Linked DNA regions of Mus musculus: all the other regions are linked to region 1. The links are chromatin contacts, called in public promoter capture Hi-C maps. All regions are on one chromosome and are shown on one strand. Each heading gives the region's core, a stretch centred on a gene start, on an enhancer-like site or on the middle of the called end of the contact. The rest is flanking DNA. Distances are from core to core; before and after follow the strand shown.

What was found. Promoter capture Hi-C pulls out the DNA fragments that hold promoters and counts their contacts.
Region 2: a promoter capture Hi-C map of embryonic stem cells shows a contact between it and region 1, with 4 times the contacts expected there. The contact joins the promoter of Dnaaf4 here to the promoter of Myo5a in region 1. A contact is called at or near these places in 2 of 39 promoter capture datasets (cranial neural crest and embryonic stem cells).
Region 3: a contact with region 1 is called in a promoter capture Hi-C map of erythroid cells, with 14 times the contacts expected there. The contact joins the promoter of Ccpg1 here to the promoter of Myo5a in region 1. A contact is called at or near these places in 2 of 39 promoter capture datasets (embryonic stem cells and erythroid cells).

What each region holds. Positions count from the first base shown.
Region 1 is chr9:75,068,492-75,073,335 of GRCm38.p6, reverse strand. Myo5a (myosin VA) reads right to left here and starts at 2,130. Exons shown (of 41, transcript NM_010864.2): 1 at 1,677-2,130. The coding sequence starts at 1,703.
Region 2 is chr9:72,955,977-72,960,820 of GRCm38.p6, reverse strand. It overlaps Dnaaf4 (dynein axonemal assembly factor 4), which reads right to left and starts at 2,036. Exons shown (of 9, transcript NM_026314.3): 1 at 1,824-2,036; 2 at 92-239. The coding sequence starts at 1,946.
Region 3 is chr9:72,983,167-72,988,010 of GRCm38.p6, reverse strand. It overlaps Ccpg1 (cell cycle progression 1), which reads right to left and starts at 2,507. Exons shown (of 9, transcript NM_001286544.1): 1 at 2,338-2,507. Ccpg1os (cell cycle progression 1, opposite strand) reads left to right here and starts at 2,635. Exons shown (of 2, transcript NM_001198789.1): 1 at 2,635-2,870. The coding sequence starts at 2,844.

The DNA of each region.
Region 1 (4,844 bases), core at 881-3,380:
TTACACTGTGATGGAAACTCAAAACTTTATTATTTAAAAATGACAACACCTTCCCCAGTTTTCCCTACAAAATATTTTGTGTGGGGGCAGGGGACAAACAGATCTAGAAGTCCAGCAACTTACCACCCACCTAATTTCTGCTTATCAGCCTATAATTAGCAGGTCCAGGTTCAAGATGGGCTGATAGCAGGGGCCTGGTAGGGGGCCAGACAGGACAGAACAATGTAACAATGTGACAGCTCGTCACAGTGACATAATTGTTACTTGTATCTACTTCATACATAAATTGCAACGATTAAATGAGTTAATATTTCAAAACACTTAGAATTGTACTATGTAAGTTAAGAAGGTAACTTTTAGTCAATTTCCAATGATAGTCTTATAGAATTGCCATGCTGAAAAAAAAAAATTACTAGGTTTAGAGAAATGTTCTAATTGTACACTTCTTAAATCTAGGGCTAGAAAGAAAGTCCCAGGTTCATGCAAGCTCTTCATTTCATGGCTGGAAGAAAGTAATCATATACCTCATATTTGTTTAAAAAAAAAAAGAGTCACAGAAAGCTTTCACAACTAGTATTAAATGTGATCCTCACAACAGCTTGTAAGGAAGGACAAAAGGACAAATAAAATTCACTCTATTTACAAGTAAGAAACCTGAACCAGAGAGGTTATGTAGTTTGCCAAATGTCACACAGTTGGGTGGAAAGGTACAGATTTCTTTCCTCAAGGCTGCAATTTGGGCTCTGGGCTTATTGATGTCACGTGTGCAAGAGATGATTCCAAACTGCTAAAAGAAGAGTCCAGAAAGCTGGGGCTATCTATATATAGCTCAGTTGTAAAGGGTTTACCTAGTATGCATGAGGCCCTTACATTCAATCTCCGTGCCTGAGAGGGAGACAAAGGCAGAGACAGAGAGAGACGGGAAGAAAGAGATTCTGGTAAAAATGTAAAAACATGAACTTGAAAAGTTAAGGCAATTCTGTTGAGTGGAATTAGAGGTAATTTTAATAATCATTAGCTGGCAAAACATCCATTGAAACCGTAACATAAGATACCATGAATGCATACACCACACACTGCCCAACACAGATTTTCTAAACAGTCTCTCCAAAATACGCCATTCAGAGATTACCAGACCCTGAGAATATGGGCGTCGGTTTAAGATTGAAAAGGCTGCCACTTCCCCTAAATGAAGACCAAAAGGGAAAGGCTCGCCGGAAAGGAGGGTGAGGACACAGAGCTAACGAGGCTCTCGGGGATAACGCGCAGGTTGCAAACTCCCAGGCACCAAGAAGCCTAAGAATAAGCTCGCCATCTCCGGGCTGCATCTTCCCACAGGCTCCGCACCCCAGGGCAAATGGCAAGAACCCGGCAGCTAAAGGTGAAAGCGGACTGGCCATAACTGCAGAATCCGAAATAATCTCCCCGAGAGGCTGCTGCCTGGCGCATACCGGCACAGGACGTTATTTTAAGCACGAGTCCCGGGAGAGCGGCCCGAGCATCTGCCCAAGAGCATCCCATCCGAAATGGGCTCGGGAGGCAGAGCAGGGAGGTACAGCCGGGCAAGGAGGTACAGCCGGGCAGTGGGGTGCAGTCCGGTGGAACCTGCCGGTCCTACAGCCACGGTCCCGGCCGCGCGACCCCTCCCCAGGACAAGGCTCTGCGGCGCGCGTTACCTTGGTGTAGAGCTCGGACGCGGCCATGGCGGGCCCAGCGCCGACGCCCCCCGCCTAGGCGGAGGCCGCAGCTCGCGTGGCGGCCGCCCGCGCGGGTGAAACGGTGGCGGGCGGGGAGCAGGGGAAGGGCCGGGCCGGGCAGGGCGGGCCAAGCTGGCGGGCGGGCCCGGGCGGGCCGGGGCGGGGCGCGTCAGGCGCTAGCGGCGGGCGGGAGCCTGACAGTCATCACCTCCAGGGCTCGGCGGCCGCGTGAGCCCGAGGCGCGTGCTCGGGGGACTCGGGTACCAGCCTCCGCGGCCGTCGCCGCCTCAGTCTCCCCAAGCCGCCTGGTCCACACACACAGCCCTTGCGGTCTCTTCAGTCGCCTCGCGTCCTCAGCGCCCCCTCGCTCCCTCAGTTTCCTCAGCCGCTTCGCCTCCTTAGAGGCCTGGTCTCTGTAGCCTCCTCTGTCTCCTCCGCGGCGCGCGATGCCGCCGCCGCCGCCGCCGCCGCCCTGTGCATTGTGGGAGCGGGAGGAGGCTGCGCTCGAGCGCTGCCACCGCGATCCCTCCCGGCTCTTTCGGGCTCACGCTGCCTCCCATCGGCGGCGGGCACCGAGCATCCTCGGCCCATGCGGCTGGCATCCCAAACCTGCTTTGGCGGAGTGGCCCCCCACAGTGTGCGCGAAGGTGGGGCAGTGAGGGAGCGCGTCCCGCTCGAGGTAGCGACGGTTAGAGTGCCCGCGTAGACCCGGCAGCCTCAAGGCTGCTCCTCCTGGCCCTGCTGTTTGTAGGGAGAGGACTTGAGGTAGGGGAGGGTTCGGGAAAGGCCTTTCTGAGAACCTGCAACTCCAGAAGAGACTTGCTCACGGCAGGGCGGGAAGCTGCACCACCCGGAATTTGAAGGATGCTCAAGGTCACTCTGCATTTGGGTTTGCACCCTTGGTGATGCAAGGACATAGGGTGGCCTCTAACACACAGAAACTCCAATGAACCTGAAAACAAGATGGCACTGGGAAATGGCCCATCTTAGACTTGGGCGTTTACATAGGTTCGCCACCATTCAGAATGAGACCTTTGTTCTGCTGATCGTGACAGCACTACCTGATGCTGATCCTGGAGTCACCTGAAAACGGCAACCTACTGAGAGAAACTCAAGTGTTTGCAGTCTTGACGCAGTCTATTCCGTGCCCTTACACGGACACAGGAATGTGGTCTTTTTCATCCCAACATGTTCTCTCCAGCCACACTTTCGTGCTCACTTGGAATACTCTTTAAAATTTTTAGCCTTTTAAAATGTGTCCATCTTCCTTCTTTAAACCTTAAGTTGTGGCCAGTGCCTATCATGGGAATCCAGTTTTATTGTTTGGCTTGTTGGGTTTTGAGACAGGTCTCACTAAGCAGCCCGGGTTTTCTTCAAACTCGCCATCCTCCTGCCTCTGCCTTGTGAATGGTGAAATTTTAGAGACATGGTTCTGAGACCAGTACAATGGCAGTCAAAGCACAAGCCTGACTCCCTAGTTATGTCTGAACATGAGGTGGGTATTTGAAGGAAGACTGTTCACCACTTTGATGTTTCTGGATTCCATCCTTTCTTTGTCTGCCTGTGAAAGGAGACAAAATGTACTTTGAGCCAGCAGAGCATCCAAAGCAATGAGTTGAGCTCCTGTCTCTTACACTTCCTTCATGCCTGTAGAAGGTGCCTGTTTCCTTACCCTCTAGATATTAGCTACCGGTCAGGACAGTTGAGGAATACTGAGTATGATGGGTTGGTGAGTCGGAGGGGGGGGGGGTAGGAAGAACCAAAACACTCAAAACTCTGAGAGTTCTTATAAAAGTGACTTTTATTTACATGAACAAAAATAAAATTGGAATCATTCTTTCAAAATTTTCAAAGACATACTTTCAACCACCCTGATGTAAGAGAAAGAGAAGATGAGGGGTAGGAGAAAGGGTTTTTTTTCTTTTGGTGGTGGTGGTGGTAAAGTCTCTTTATGTAGCTGACCTAGAACAATTTTACCTCTCTCCCTTGAGTCCCAGGAGTGCTGAAATTGCAGATGCATGCCACCACATACACTTGGGAAATGGGTTTCTGACCACTAACCTCTTGCTTCATTCAGGAAAAGAACAGACTTTAAACAAAACACACCCAACCGGCAATGAGGAGAGGGCCATTCTGATGGTGGACTCTTCTGCCTAATGCATATGTATTTACAGCCTAAAGCACTCTTATTACTAAGATCTGCAAACCAGGAGTAGGGTCCACACCCCAAAAGTCAGTATAAGGTATTATATATTTTATTGTAAATTGATAAAATTTTCAGTTGTTGCTTTATAAATTAAGAACATTTTCTCAACAGAGGAATGGATATAGAACATGTGGTACATTTACACAATGGAGTACTACTCAGCTATTAAAAAGAATGAATTTATGAAATTCCTAGGCAAATGGATGGACCTAGAGGGCATCATGCTAAGTGAGGTAACCCAATCACAAAAGAACTAACACAATATGTACTCACTGATAAGTGGATATTAGCCCAGAAATTTAGAATATCCAAGATATAAGATACAATTTGCTAAATGCATGAAACTCAAGAAGAATGAAGACCAAAGTGTGGACACTTTGCCCCTTCTTAGAATTGGGAACAAAACACCCATGAAAGGAGTTACAGAGACAAAGTTTGGAGCTGAGACAAAAGGATGGACCATCTAGAGACTGCCATATCCGGGGATCCATCCCATAATCAGCTTCCAAACACTGACACCATTGCATACACTAGTAAGATTTTGCTGAAAGGACCCAGATATGGCTGTCTCTTGTGAGACTATGCCGGGGCCTGGCAAACACAGAAGTGGATGCTCACAGTCAGCTATTGGATGGATCACAAGGCCCCCAATGGAGGAGCTAGAGAAAATACCCAAGGAGCTAAAGGGATCTGCAACCCTATAGGTGGAACAACATTATGAACTAACCAGTACCTCCCAGAGCTCTTGTCTCTAGCTGCATATGAATCAGAAGATGGCCTAGTAGGCCATCAGTGGAAAGAGAGGCCCATTGGTCAAGCAAACTTTATAAGCCTCAGTACAAGGGAACGCCAGGGCCAAGAAGTGGGAGTGGGTGGGTGGGGGAGTGCGTGGGGGAGCAGTGGAGGACCTTTGGGATAGCATTGGAAATGTAAATGAAATA
Region 2 (4,844 bases), core at 787-3,286, 2.1 Mb after region 1:
GCCCAGCTTTCTGATATTGGCTTACAGGTACATACTGAGCTCTCGTGAATGGCACCCAGCTCAAGTGAACAACTTTCACTTAAAAACTTACCACCCGGCACAGAAAGGCTATCCCACAGAACTGGCTCCTTTTTATACAATGTGAAAAGAATCGTGTCATTTCCAATCTTGGCTTTGCTCTTCCCATCATCTATAGGAGCATAGAGAAACAGCTCAAATAAAAATGGAGGAAAGTTAACCTGTTCAGACGAGAGAGAGAGAGAGAGAGAGAGAGGCATTGAGTTAGTTACACAAATTAAAGACACTGCCATCTTAAAAAAAAAAAGCTGGAGAGACAGCTCAGTGGTTAAGAGCACTTATTCTTGTAGACAACCTGGGTTCTGTTCCCAGCACCCACATGGAAACTCCCAACCCTCTGAAATCCAGTTCCAGGGGATCTGACATCCTCATCTGAACTCCTAGGGCATCAGACAAGCACATGGTACACATTCATGCACAGAGCCAAATCTGCAACACACATCAATAAAGGTAAATCAAAAAAATTTACAACCGTTTATTCCAGAAAAAAAAAAAAAAAAAAGCAAACATGCTAGGGTGGGGACATAGTTCCTGGTGTGGTGTCCCAGGCCTGTTATCCGGGCACTCAGGAGGTAGAAGCAGGGTGCTCAGACATCCCAGGCCATTCTCAGCTACGAAGTGAGGGAGCCAGTTTGAAGCCAGCCCTCCCCTTCTCCATCCCGGTGTGTGTGTGTGTGTGTGTGTAAAATGTTTCTCAAAACCCCACTGAATTTATTCCAGGCAGCATAATTTAGCAAAGCATATGAGGACGCAATAGATGAAAGCAAATCTGGAACCTGAATATGTCTAGATGACACCACACTGACAACAGATTTGTTTTTGTTGTTGGTTTGGTTTTTTTGTTTTTTTTTTTTAGATATTTTTGTTTGGTTGGTTGGTTGGATGGTTGGTTTTGTTTTGCTTTGTTTTTTGGTTTCTCGAGACAGGGTTTCTCTGTGTAGCCCTGGCTGTCCTGGAACTCACTCTGTAGACCAGGCTGGCCTCGAACTCAGAAATACGCCTGCCTCTGCCTCCCAAGTGCTGGGATTAAAGGTGAGCACCACCACTGCCCAGCTGTTGTTTTAATGACAACGTTGTGCGCATGTGTGTGGGTCTGAGTGCCATGGCACGCAGGAGGAGGTCAGAGAATTGTGAGAAATTGGTTTTCTCCTTTCTGGGGACGGAACTGCAGCTGTCAGGCTTGGTGGTAGTGCATTAACTCATTGGCCCATCTCAGCAGCTTTAGACTTGTTTATCAACTTTAAGTTGAGGTTTAGCCAGGGATGGGAGAGCATCCCATTAATCCCAACACTTGGAAGTCTGAGGCAGGAGGATTGCCAGTGTGGGCTACAGAATAAGACACCCTCCACCCTGCTCACACCCCTGTAGCTATTGGGGCTGGAGAGATGGTTCAGTGGTTAAGAGCACTTATTCTTCCATCCTGCGTGGCTCACAACCATCTGTAACTCTAGTTCTAGGAGATCTGACCCCCCTCTTCTGGCCTTCGCAGGCATTTGCACACACCTGATGCACACTCATGAATGCACGCATTCATACATTTAATATATACATAGTTACTAGAGATGTAGCTCAGTGGCTTGGCATACACAGGATGCTGGGTTTGATCCTTAGCATAACAAAAATAAATTAATTAAGGGTAAAAAATGTAAATTAAAAATTAACTTTAAAAAAGTAAAGCCATGGACACTCTACAAGACAGCTCCTGCTCCCGGGGCGCACAGCAACTGCATCTCCGCCCCGCCCACCTTCAGGTAACTTTCCCCACAGAATACGTCAGCATCGCGCACGCAGACGCCCCGCAAAGGCAGCGACAGGAAGATCGTGGCCGGCGTCTGCTGCCAGCTGAACTCGCTCACTCGCACTGGCATGGCGGGACCAGGGACTGCACAGCCACTTTACGTCGCTAGGAAGCCGATCGGGTTGCTAGGGAAGCGGGGATTGCGGGGTTGCCATCACTTCCGGCCCTTAGGGTCCTTCCGGGTCAGGGGTCCAGTAGGACCCTCGGTCTCCCACTATGTTGGGTATTGCAGTTGTCGGTAGTCCTACTTGAGTCTGGAGTATCTGTGTCCCCGCTGCCTCTGAGAGAATGAGGACGAAGTAGAGCAGAACACGGAAACGAGAGGGCTCGGGGACAGGAGACTGCCGTGCGCAGGCACTGCTTCCCAGAGGATCCGAGTTCGAGGCTCAGCACCCGTGCTCGGCGTCTCTCAAGCGCCAGGAGCTCCAATCTGATACCCTCTTCTGGCTTCCGAGGGCACCGCACTCACACGCAGGCACAACTTAATTACATACAAATAGTTTAAAGTGACTTTTTGCTAAAGGAGAAGAGAAGCTGTGGTGTGGCTCCCTGGGAGAGGCTGGGTTGTATTCCCAGCTCTGGAAAGGAAAAAGCTTGGAGCTTTAGGATGCAGAGGGATATGGGTCGGCAGAGCTGGAATGTGTACATTGTGACAGCAAGGCACATTTAGAGTCAGGACGTTTGGTTTGCTCTGACCATTTGCTGTGTGGTAGCCTGTAATCTCACGACTTGAGCAGAGCCCTCAGTTGGAGACCCACCCTGATAAACACAAATATTCTGTCTCAAAATACAAAGCAACGTTTGATGTTCAGGGGCTGACGCCGTCACCCATCCTAGGAGCACTGGTGTGTACATTCCCTTAACCCTGGGAAGGGACCTAAACTTCAATTTTTGAGACCCAAAAGCCTCACAATAAACTTTGCTGCAATTCCATAGTAGGATCTATTGGATTTAAACTGATCCATTTCCCAGTAGCTTACACTGGACTTCAATAATACACACCGAACTTCAGCTGCCAAGAAACTTGAAGGCCGTGTAGTTCAGCCCAACGTCTTTAGTGCCATGTGCATTGTTAGCAGAAAAATGACTGAGATCTTTCATTTATTCTAAATGCTCCTTCTACACTACTTCCTTAGGCCCAGTTTCTACATTACGCGAGTCTGATGTGAATGATAAATGTAATTAAGTACTAGAGAAGTTATTTGCACATAGAATGCTGCATTTTAAACTAGAAAAAAAAAGTTTGGAGAGCATTTAGGGAAATGTTTAAACTCCAGCATAATTTATTGCAGAAAGTTTAGGATCAGTAGAGTTGGTGTTAGTATCTCTCCCTTCCTGATCCTGACCTGTTTTGTCAGCAGATCATTATCTCAAACTTCTGCTCCTTTGTCAGTCCTTCTGAGCAGAGAACCTAACATCCTGCTGATTTGTTTCACTTTCATCCTGCTTTTTGCCATTTCCCTCTTTTTATTCTATTCTTGTTCCTAGCATGTTGTCTCAAGCTCTTGTGTCTTTTCTGGCTTCTACAGGCACTGTATACACACACAGACACACACACACACACATACACACATGCACATACTTAAAAATAAAAAATTGGGGCTGGTGAGATGGCTCAGTGAATAAGAGCACCGACTGCTCTTCCAAAGGTCCTGAGTTCAAATCCCAGCAAACACATGGTGGCTCACAACCATCTGTAATGAGATCTGGCGCCCTCTTCTGGTGTGTCTGAAGACAGCTACAGTGTACTTACATATAATAAATAAATAAATCTTTAAAAATAAAGATAAAAAAGAAGTCAGGCAGTGTGCCAACACACCTTTAGTCCCAGTGCTTGGGAGGCAGAGGCAGGCATCTATTTCTGAGTTCGAGGCCAGCCTGGTCTACAGAGCAAGTTCCATGACAGGCAAGGCTGCACAGAGAAATCCTATCTTGGAAAACCAAATAAATTATAAAATACTAAAGGACTTGATGGGCTGAGGAGGTAGCTCAGGTGGTAGAGAGCTTGCTTAGCATGCTCAAAGCCCTGGGTTTAATCCCAGCATCACACAAACCAGGTAGGTGTAGCTGTGTGTGCTGAAATCCTAGAACTTGCAAAGTGGAAACAGGAAGACCAGAAGTTCAAAGCTAACTTCTACTACATACTAAATTTGAGGCCAGCCTGGGCTGCATGAGACCTTGTCTGAAATAAAATACAGCAGAACTATCCGGCAGTAGTGGTTCATGCCTTTAGTTCCAGCACTCAGGAAGCAAAGGCAGGCAGATCTCTGAGTTCAAGGCCAGCCTGGTCTATAGAGGGAGTTCCAGGATAGGCAGGGTTACAAAGAGAAACCCTGTCTCAAAAAAAAAAAAATCAAAAACAAATAAAAGCAGAACTGATGTTTATCAAAAAGCATAATATTGTTAATTTTTTTATCTAACATATTTCTTCAAAGCTTTTCAACCCAGGCGTATAAGCCATCTCTCTGTAGCTGAACAAGCTGAGCTCAGCACACTGAGCAGGAGGGAACAGACTAAGGGGAGAAACGCCTTTGTGAAAGGGGTTGGAATTTGGGACAGCCTAAGAGAAGGAAGTTTCCAACTAGATTCAGCGCTTCCAAAATGGAGGCAATCCCTTTGCTTATCCCACACCATGCTATATTTGACATATTAGATATTTTAGGCTAAAGAAACTTTGTCGTCGTCCCCCCTCACCCCCCCATCCCCCCACCCCCCAGTTTTTTAAGACATGGTTTCTCTGTGTATCCCTGACTGTCCTGGAACTCACAGAGATCCACCTGCCTGTGCCTGTGCCTCTGCCTCCCTAGTATTGGAACTAAAGGCATGTACTACCATTGCCTGGCTTAAACTGAAGGAATGTAAGAAAGACCCTTTAACTGTCTATAACCCAGTCTTCTCTGAGACAGATCTCATACGATCCTTGTGTGAAAAAAAAATGTCCTCCTTAAGGTCTCCCCTTTTCTGAAGA
Region 3 (4,844 bases), core at 1,258-3,757, 2.1 Mb after region 1:
ACTCAGAAATCCACCTGCCTCTACCTCCCAAGGACCGGGATTAATAAAGGCATGAGCCATCACTGCCCAGCTGTGCTTTGGTTTCTTTTGTTGTTGATCAGTTTGCATGTGTCTTGTTGGGTTTTTTTTTTTTCCTACTTCCTGATTTGCTTTTTTGAGGTAAGGCCTGCCTCCTTAGTGAAGGGATTAGTGTGCACCACCCACCCGGCTACCCTGTTTGGACTGTGTACTGCTTTGTCCTTTTTTGGAAACTGGATCTTGTTGTGTAGCTCAGATTGGCCTTAAATTTCCAATTGTTCTGCCTATGCCTCCTAAGCTATGTTAGACCTAGGCCATTACACTAACTTCTTTATTTACTTTTAGTTTTTAAGCCCAACACCCAGCCCCACAGCCCCCCACCCCCATCTCTGTGCATCTGTGTTCAGAGGACAGTGAGCAACTTATGGGGGGTCAGTTCTCTCCATCCTGTGGGTTCCAGAAATGAACCTCTGATGGCAGACTTGTTCAGCGAGTCCCCTTACCCATGGAGACACCTTGCCAGCCCATTTACTTTAGAAAGTCATACTTAAAGAATCTAAAGATAATGGAGGCAAGAGCATGTAGAATTCAAGGCTACATAGCCAACTGGTAGCTGGCCTGGGCTATATGAGATGCTGTCTTTTAAAGATTTCAGAGCTGAAGAAACAGCTCAATGGTGGAGAACAAATACTAGGAGGACAGTTCCCAACTCTTCTGGTCTCCACAGGCACTGCATACACAAGCTGCCTTTACAGCAGACAAAACATACAAAAACACATCTTTTAAAAAAAAAAAAAAAAAAAAAAAGGTGGTGCATCCCCAGAAAACACAGTAAAGCGTAAAGAGGTCAGTTTAGTTTCACATCCTAGACAATCACCTTCATAACTAAATATCCTTAAAACTCCAATGGAAACACAACAGTCTATTCTTTGGCTTACAGTACAAAACTGGTTCTAGGAGTTGTTCTGATCATCCTGGGGCTTAAACTCAGGGCCTCACATACATTAAGCAAGTACTGTACCAAAGAACTACATTCTCCGGTCTTTTTATACAGAAATATGCTCTCCACTATATTGCTCAAGTGGTCTCAAACTTGCCATTCCCCTGCTTCAGTTTCTAAATATCTGGGGTACCACCTTTAACTGGAATTTCAACTTTGGTGTAACAGGGTTAAAACAGCATTTACAGCAGGCTCCATGGTACCCAACTACGATCACAGTGCCTAGGACGCTTAGGCAAGAGAACTCCCAGGTCTAGCCTGGGATATATTAGTATCAGGACAGCCAGAGATACACAGCAAGAAAAAAAAGCCAAAAGCATTAACTCACCCTTAACAACCTTCTCAGTTCCCCTGTGACTTGAGCTTGTCAGAATAGCAAACTACTCACACCAGTTATACATGATAAATATCCCCTGAGAAATCTAAGACCTATTAAGATTGGGATCTTAAAGTTAGTCGGTGGACTCAGAAGGCAGAGGCAAACGGATTTCTGAGTTGGAGGTCAGCTTGGACTACAGTGCAAGTTTTAGGATAGGTGGAGATACACAGAGAAACCCTACCTCAAAAAACAAAAACAAACAAACCAAAAAAACCCAATCCACCCACTCCAAAAAAAAAAAAAAAAGGCGAAAGAAAAAATATTGGGTCTTTAAGATAGTTAGTGCTGACATTTCAAACATTATGTGACCTTGCTGGAAAGGTCTCATAGCACCCCTAACTGAGAATAACCAACTGGTTGCCCTTTCTAGGGACAAGCAGCCCCATACAGCCAATAAAGCAAAAGTGGGAGAGGGCAGTGCATGATGGTTCACCCTTAAGGAAAACACCCCAGCTGGTTGCGGTCTAGAACTCGGGCGCTGCCCCTGGCAGAGTTGGGATAAATGAGAGGTAAACACAAACGACACACGCGCAGCTGCTACTTAGGACAAGCCGTCAGCCTAACAAACGCTGGTAAGGACCCGGAGGGGAAGCGTGAAGAACGGGCGGAGAACAGGCTTCGGGGCTGAATAGGAGTATACTTCTGGGGTGCACACTTTTCTATTCCTGACACCTGGGACCTCCGAGCCGGCTCAGAGTGACGCACGCGGCATCTCAGCATACGGATGCAGCTGCACCTGAATCCCGGGGCGCCCAGCTCCGAGCTCGCGGGGCTGCAGCCTGCGAGCCCGCGCCTAACACCTGCCAGGTCGCGCCCTCCGCCCGAGGTCGCCCGAGGACCAAGGCATCCACCAGGAGAAAGCCTCCCGGCGCTGCGCCCGAAGGTACGAGTTGCAGCCCGCGGCCGCCCCATCAGCCCGACCTGCGCCCCAGGGTCTTACCCGAAGACAGCGCCTCTTCCGCCCGACCGCGCCAGCTGTCACCGTGGCGGCGTCCGCGCTCCAGACGCCAGTGACGCCTCATAAAAACAACAACCTGCTCGCAGGCGTCCGCAGCGGGGAAGCGGTGGCAGGCGCGGCGCAGCAAGGCATGCTGGGACTTGAAGTTCCTCCTACGTCTCCTGCCAGCTCGCGGCGAGCAAAAAGAACTACGACTCCCGAAGATGCGTACGGCCCGCACCCCTGAGGCTACCGGAAGCTGGGCGGAGCGACTGCGGATCTCCACAACATCCGGGCTCCCACGCCTGCAGCCGGTTGCCACGGAGACGGGCTGCCACACTGGAAGACGGAGGGTTTCCACCCACCGTCTTCCTCCCCAGAAATTGTAGTTTACGGGACTCCGATCGTCTTGCTGTTGCTTTCCGTCGGTTCTGTAAGAAGACTGGGCCCTACGCCTTCGCCAGACTTCTCGCTATCAGGAAAGAGTTGCTTTTGCCGAAGAGATTAAGATGGCGAGAGAGACAGACTGCGACTTGGTGGGTTTGGGCAGAGAGCTAGATGCTTTTGAAAGTCGAATTCATAATAGTGTTTGAGGCACCATCTACTCCCACTCACTAGTCACCAAGCTGTTATATTTACAAGTTTAAATGCACGATCCACAAAGTAATTACTCTGAAGGTGTATAGGAGGCACCTCACTACAAATGATCTTTTGTCCAGGATGGTTTTTGTTTTGCATTATCTATTTGCAGTCGTGGGGATCGAACTCAGGGACTTGTGCATGGTAGGTAATCTCTGTTCTACTGAACTACACCTCCCAGCCCTAGAACCTTCATGTTTTTGTCACTTAGAGTATGCCTAGTCTAAAAGGATGGAAGAGGGTGAATAGGAGTGCACTCACCCCAGAGGGAAGTTACCGTTCCTCTGTCCCCTACCTGTCTAGTGAGTAAACAGTAAAGGAAACCATTCAACAAGCTGATGTTGGGCAAAAGCTAGTTCACATTTAGATCTGATATTTGTGTTGCTGTAACTAGGGATTGAACCTCAAGCCTCACACAAGCTAAGAAAGCCCTCTACAAAGGAGGTAGATCCCTAACCCCTCGTTTTTGTTTGGGTGAGAGGGGAGTTCTGGGTGGTGGGTTTTTTTTGAGACAGAGCTTCTCAGAGTAACTCGGGCTGACTTTAAATTCTTTGTGTAGCTGGCACTGAATTCCAGAACCCCTTGCCTTTATTTCCCAAGTGTTAGGATTACAGGCCTATGCTACTACACTCTGCTCTTCCAACTTGGTGAACAGGCGAAAATTTAAATAACAAAGCTGGCTTTACAGTGAGTGGGTTTGTAAAGTGGTACTTACTTTGATTACTTATGAGCTGTAGACGAGATAGCACGGTCCCCCATGACTTGGTGTAGATAAGACACCTGGTGACTTGGATTATTGAAGTGACTTTTTAAAATCATTAAATCTAGACCTGAAGGTGATTGTGTTAGTCAGGGTTCTCTAGAGTCACAGAACCTATGGATAGTCTCTATATAGTAAAAGAATTTATTGATGACTTACAGTCCCCAGCCCAATTCCCAACAATGGTTCAGTCGCAGCTGTGAATGGAAGTCCAAGGATCCAGCAGTTACTCACTCAGTCTCACACAGCAAGCAGGCGAAGGAGCAAGAGCAAGACTCCCTTCTTCCAATGTCCTTATATTGTCTCCAGCAGAAGGTGTAGCCCAGATTAAAGGTGTGTTCTACCACACCTTTAATCCCGGATGACCTTGAACTCGGAGATTTAATCCTCTGGAATCCATAGCCACTATGCCTCAAGATCTCCATACCAAGATCCAGATCAGAATCTTCTATCTCCAAGCCTCCAGATAAGGGTCACTGGTGAGCCTTCCAATTCTGGATTGTAGTTCATTCCAAATATAGTCAAGTTGACAACCAGGAATAGCCACTACAGTGATTTAGGGCTTTTTGTTTTGTTTTGTTTTGTTTTGTTTATAATGTAGAATAGAGTTTATTTAGGGCTTGTGGAGGGGAGTTAAGAGAGTAGTAGAAGCAGAGAAAGGCAGAGAGAAGGAGAGAGTAGAGAAGTAGAGACCAGCCATGACCATGTGGAGAAAGGAGGAAGGGAAAGGGAGCAAGATGTAAAAGAGAGGCAAGAAAGGTGATTTAGTTTTAGGGCCAGTAGTAGCAAGGGTGATTTGATGGTAACTGAAGGAGAATAGTAATATAAAAAAAAAACAAAACAAAACAAAACAAAACCCCATGGTACAGTTAGACAGGAGTGGCCCAGACCTAGAATCCCAGCACTATGAAGGCAGGAGAATTGCCAGGAGTTTGAGGCCGAGTAATCATTGAAAGAGAGATGGCTCATCTGTTAAGAGCACTACGTGCTCCCCAGAGGTCCTGAGTTTGATTCCCAGCAACCATAAGGTGGCTCACAACCATCTATGCTGATGCCATCTCCTGGTGTACAGGTGTACATGCAGATAGAGCATCCATATATGTAAAATAAG